Regions from separate parts of the Anser cygnoides genome. Here region 2 is linked to region 1. Evidence: chromatin contacts called from public Hi-C data. All regions are on one chromosome and are shown on one strand. The core of a region is the stretch at or near the end of the contact, and the rest is flanking DNA. Distances in the headings are between cores, read along the strand shown. Region 1 holds the start of TJP3 (tight junction protein 3). Region 2 holds the start of MBD3 (methyl-CpG binding domain protein 3).

The links. A called contact is a pair of places that touch in the nucleus more often than the background predicts.
Region 2: a Hi-C map of liver shows a contact between it and region 1, with 8 times the contacts expected there. The contact joins the promoter of MBD3 here to the promoter of TJP3 in region 1. A contact is called at or near these places in 2 of 7 Hi-C or Micro-C datasets (both in liver).

What each region holds. Positions count from the first base shown.
Region 1 is chr27:4,640,198-4,642,984 of Taihu_goose_T2T_genome, reverse strand. It overlaps TJP3 (tight junction protein 3), which reads left to right and starts at 1,517. Exons shown (of 21, transcript XM_066983972.1): 1 at 1,517-1,973; 2 at 2,436-2,556. The coding sequence starts at 1,768. It overlaps PIP5K1C (phosphatidylinositol-4-phosphate 5-kinase type 1 gamma), which reads right to left and starts at 1,284. Exons shown (of 19, transcript XM_066983987.1): 1 at 1,040-1,284. The coding sequence starts at 1,145.
Region 2 is chr27:4,919,247-4,922,008 of Taihu_goose_T2T_genome, reverse strand. It overlaps MBD3 (methyl-CpG binding domain protein 3), which reads left to right and starts at 1,472. Exons shown (of 8, transcript XM_066983799.1): 1 at 1,472-1,594. The coding sequence starts at 1,539.

The DNA.
Region 1 (2,787 bases), core at 268-2,767:
AGGCTTCCACGAGCCCCCTGCCGAAGCCTCCCCAGGCCTCGAGTCAAGCAGCCGCGGAGCCTCGCCGCCCCCCAGCTCCTTCCCGCACCTCTTCCCGCGTGCTGGGGAAGGTCCCTGCTGGGCCAGCCGGGGGTCGGGACGAGCCGCGGCGTTCGGTCGGTGCGAGCAGGGCGCGCGGACGGCGCCGGGGAGCGGGCTTTCGGCCACGCCACCGGCAGCAGCACGGGCGTCGAGGCGAGCGGCACCGGCTGGGCCACGAGCGCTTCGCCGCCGCTCCGGCCTGCCTCGTGCGTGCGACGCGAGGGGGGGACTGCCACACGACGGCTGCTGCACGACGGCTGCCGCACGACGGCCTCGGCTTCCCGCCGGCGAGGCTGAGCAGAACACCTCACGGGGGGCACGGCACCGCAGCCCCAGCCCTGCCGCCGGGCCCCGCGGGGTCGCCCCCTTCCAAAAACCGCTCGGGGGCCGCCCCCAGCCCCCTCCAGCCCCCCCCCCCCTCCGGGAGCTGCCGTCAGCGGCGGGGCCGGGGCCGAGGGGCCCGGTTTGGCTCCCTCCCAAACGGGGCCATCGGAGGCGAGACCGCCCGGAGCCAGGCGGCGCAGCCTGCGGGCTGCCTGCAGCCGGCCGGCCCCAAAACCAGCCGGGGGTGGCGCCGGGCCGGGACCCGGTGCCAGGCGGCGCCCCCCGGGGCAGCCCCGGCTCCTGCCGCGGTTCGCCGGTGCTGGGGGCGCCCCGCCTGCCCCGACCACCGAGAGCTTCCCCCCCCCCCCCGCGGACGGAACCATTCCGGGCCCCCCGCTGCGCGGAGCGGCGGCCGGAGCGCACCACGCGGCCCGGCGGGGGGGGGATGAAGGGGGGGGGGGGGCAGCGGAACCCCCCCGGGGGGACGGGGCAGGGAGGCACCACCCGCACCCGGGGGGGGGGGGGGCTGGGCTGAACCACTGCGGGCTGCGGGAGGGGGGGACGGCCACGGGACGGGGGGGCCCTGAGGGCTCCGCGCGGGGCCGGCGACCCCCGGCGGGGCAGCGCCCGTTACCTCCTGCCGCGTCCGGGCCCCCCGCGCTGCCCTCCGGGGTGATGGCGCCGGCACCGGCCCCCGCCGCGGCCGAGCCCTCCGCCTCCTCGGGCACCTCCAGCTCCATGGCGGCCGCCGAGGGCGCGGGCAGGGCAGGGCAGGGGCAGGCCGGGCCCGCGCCCCCCTCCGCCGCCGCCGCCGCGCTGCTCCCGGCTCCGGCCGCCGCCGCTGAGCAGCCTGGGAGCGGCGGGGACCATGGACGGGAGGGCGGAGGGGGCGGGGAAGGGGCCAGGGCCCGGCGCACCACAGAGCGGCGGGGACGGAGCGGCCGGCGCCGTGCTGCCCCCTGGGGGCCGGGAGGCACCGCGCGGCCGGGCCCGGCCGGCGCCATGGCAACGGCGGCGGCGGGGGCAGGATCGGGCCCGGGCGGCTCCGTGGGGATGGGGATGGGGGGGGGGGGGGCACCGGGCAGCGGGCAGCGGGCAGCGGGCACCGGGGGGAGGCCGGGGAGCGGCGTGAGCCTGGCACCGGCCTCGGGTGTCCCCGGGGGGAGCCCGCCCGGCTCTCGGGGCGCGCTGCCCTCACCATGGGCGGCCTCGCCGTGCCCCGGGGCTGCGGCGCTGCGAGGGAGGGGAGCGGCGGCGGCGGCGCGGGGAGGCTCCGAACGGCTCCGGGGAGCAGCACCGGGAGCTGCCCCGTCCTCCCCCGGGGAGCTGCGAGCCCGCCGCTGAAGCCCCGCGCCCAGCACCATGGCCCCGGGGTGGCGGCTGGCGGCGGGGGGGTTCCGCAGGAACTGGTCCCCCCGGGACGCCCGGGAGCGGGGCTCGGAGCTGCCCCGGCACCCCCGGTACAGAGCCCGGGCCGACGCCTGGACCGGGAGCCGCGGCGTGGAGCCGGTCTCTGTGGCCGGGAGCCCCCCGGGAGGCAGGAGCCGGGAGCCCCGGCCGGCGGCGAGGTGGGGGCGGAGGGAAGGGGCCGGGGAGGGAAGGGGGCGGCGGCCCAGGGGGGCAGCGAGGGGCCGCGGTCTCACCCACGGCCCCCCCAGGGCTGGGTGTCCCCGCGGAGCTGCTGTCCCCGGCCCCTCGCGTGGCGCTGGGTGAAGCTGTGCGGTCCCCCAGGGACGGCCCGGGGAGGGGCTGGGGGCTCAGGGCGGTGTGGGTGGCGTGGAGCCCCCCCCCCCCACCTCCTCGGAGGGGGGCCCGGCCGGGAGGAAGGGCCCCGTGCTCGGGCACTGCCACCCCCGGTGACCCCCCGCGTCCTGTGCGTCCTGTCCTTGCCTGGGGCCGCGTGGGGCACGAGTGGACGTGGCTGAGCCACCAGCCCGGGGGGGGACAGCGGGGACAGCCCCCCTACAGCTCCTGCTGTGCCCGGTGGAGCTGCCCAGGGACCCCTTCCCCCTGCCCTCTCCCTCCTGCAGGCAGCGTCTGGCCCACAAAGGGTTACGCGAGGCGCCCGGGAGTGACACCGCTGCCACCAGCCCCAGAGCTCAGCTCCTTCCTGGTCGGATCCAGCCTCCGCTGGGGCTGAGCCACCGCTCGGTGAGTCCCGGGGGACGGGGATGGAACCGAGGGTCACCCCTGCCCGTCAGCCCCGGGAGGGACAGGGGCCGGGGACCCTCCCGGGGTCCTGCCCTGACCACACGGACGGAGCAGGAGGGGAGGCCCCGGGGGTCCCTACGTGCTGGCGGGGGGGACCTGAGCAGGACGCGGTGCAGAGCCCTTGTTGGGGTGCTGCGGCTCTCACGCCGTGGGCTTGGGGACACGGAGCTG
Region 2 (2,762 bases), core at 223-2,722, 280 kb before region 1:
AGTCAGTTACTGTTTTGTTTCCTAAAAAGATTCTCCATGCTTTGTCTTCTCACCGTCTCCTCCACAGCGGATTTTCTTCCCTCTTGTATTTTTTATATGGATCTCTTTTTGGACTTTAACCCAGGAGAACGGATGTTGGTGCTACAGACCGTGCTGAACGAACCCAGCAAAACCACAGAATCATAGAATCATTTAGGTTGGAAAAGACCCGTAAGATGTCCAAACCCAACCATCCCCGAAAAAGCCTCCAGGAGGGCCACGTAGCAGGCCAGCCCTCTTCTTCCAATGCCCAGGCGCCGCAGGAGGCAGCAGGCGTTGGGTCAGGGCAGTTTTGGGTGCAGCAGGCTGGGCACGGTGAGCTGTGTGGGTCCCGGCATTGGGCACGTGGCCGAGGAGAAGCCCCCCGTGCTAGGGCCACGCCACCGCAGCCTGCAGAAGCAGAGACTGGGGGTTCTTGTACCCCACGGCCCTGCTGAGCACCCACCGCCCGTGGGGCTGGCATGGCCCTGCCTGCCCATGGGAGACGGGGGTGGCCATGGGGCTGCCCACCTGCCCAGGACACCGGGCCGTGGGGCTGCCAGTGGCATGGCCCCAGGGGTCTGTCTGCGGGACTGGGGGCTTGGAAGCTCTGGGTGGCCCGTCCATGGGGCCATGTCCTGGTTGGTTCATCTATGTCCTATGTTCTGCATGGCCCATCCATAGGGCCATCTCTGTGGTGGCCAGTCCATGGGGCCACATCCTGGGTGGCTCATCCATGCCCCATGAACTGGGTGGTCCGTTCACAGGGCCATGTCTTGGGTGGCTCATCTGTGGGCGTTGTCCTGGGTGGCCCATCCACGCCCTGTGTCCTGGATGGTCTGCCCATGGGGCCACATCCTTGGTGACCCATCCGTGGGACATGTCCTGCATGACCCGTTCATGGCCCCAGGTCCTTGGTGGCCCATCCATGGGGCCATGTCCTGCATGGCCCGATGTCCTTGGTGGGCTGGCAATGTCCTGGTGGGCCCATCCATGCCCTATGTCCTCGGTGGCCCATCCACGCCCCACATCCTGCATGCCCTATGTCCTGGGTGGTCTGTCCATGGCCCTGTGTCCTTGGTGGGCTGGCAATGTCCTGGTGAGCCCATACATGCCCCATGTCCTTCGTGGGCCATCCATGGGGCCATGTCCTGCCTGCATGGCCCATCCATGCCCTATGTCCTCGGTGGCCCATCCACGCCCCACGTCCTGCATGCCCTATGTCCTGGGTGGTCTGTCCACGGCCTATTTTCCTTGGTGGGCCATCCGTGGGCCGTGTCCTGCACGGCTTGTTCACGGCCCTGTGTCCTTTGTGGCCCGTCCGTGCCCTATGTCCTGGGTGGTGTGTCCGTGGCCCCACGTTCTTGGTGCCCCCCCCCTCTCCCCCCGCCCGGTGCCCGCGGTGCGCGGGCAGCCCCCGGGGCTGCGGCGCGGGGCCGGGGCTGCAGGGGGCGCGAGCGGGCGGGGCGGGGGGCGCGGGGCCGGGCCGGGGCCGCGGAGCGGGGCGCGGGGGAAGGAGGATGCCCAAGGCGGCGCCGCCGGGACAGCGCGGGGGGGCGCGGCGGCGGGCGCCGGGGTGAGCCCGGGGCCGGGGTCTCGGTGGGAGCGGGGGGGGGGGGGGGGGGGCAGGGGTCTCCGTGGTGCTCGGGGGGGGTCCACGCGGAGCCGGGGGGGGTCCATGTGGAGGTGGAGTGCTGGGTATGGGCGGCTGGGGGGGGTCTCCGGGGAGGTCGGGGGAGGCCATGTGGAGCTCTGGGGGGGGGGGGGGGGGGGGGGGGTCGGGGTGGAGCTGGGGGGTCGCTGCGGAGCTCGGGGGGGTCGGGGTGGAGGTGGAGGGGTGGGCATGGGCGGCCGGGGGGGTCTCCGTGGAGCCTTGGGGGGAGTCTTAGTGGAGGTGGGGGTCTCTGGGAAGCTCGGGGGGGGGGGGGGGGGTCTCTGGGAGGCATGTGGAGCTTGGGGGGGTCTCCGTGGAGCCTGGGGGGGTCGCTGTGGAGCTCGTGGGGGGTCCATAGGGAGGTGGAGGGGTGGGCATGGACGGCCGGGGGGGGTCTCTGTGAAGCTAAGGGGGGACCCATGGGGAGCCGGGGGGGGTCTTTGTGGAGGTGGGGGGGCGTCCATATGGAGCCAGGGGCGTCTCTATGGAGCCGGGGGGGTCCATGTGGAGGCGGAGGGCTGGGTACGGGCGGCCGGGGGGGGTCTCCCTGGAGCTGGAGGTGGTCTCCGGGGAGCCTGGGAGGGGGGTTCTCGGGGCGGGGGGGGTCTCTGTGGCGTCGCTGCGGGGCTCCGGAGCGGCTCCACGCGGAGGCTGAGGCGGGGGGGTCGCTGGGTGGACCCCGGGGGGGCTCTGAGGGAGTCCCGGGGGAGGCTCCGTGGGGGCCATCCCGCCCGCCTCCCACCGCCCCCCGGCTGGGACTATATCCAGCGGCGTGCCCGGGCGGAGGGATCCGGCCGCCCCCGACCCTGGCGGGAGGCGGAGCGCGGGGAGCGGCGGCGGCGGCGGCGGGGGAAGGGGCGGGAGCGGAACCGCGGGGGCGGGCGGAGCGGAGCGGAGCGGCCGGGCCCGGAGCGGAGCCGAGCGGAGCCGCGGCGTGGCCGAGGGGAGGCCGCGCTCGGTGGCCCGGCGGGGGGCGGCAGCGGGAGGCAGGAGCCGGGGGAGGCCCCGCTGGGGCCCGGGAGGCGGCGACCGGAGGCCGCGGCGGCAGAGATGGAGCGGAAGAGGTGGGAGCGGGGGGGCGGCCGGCGGC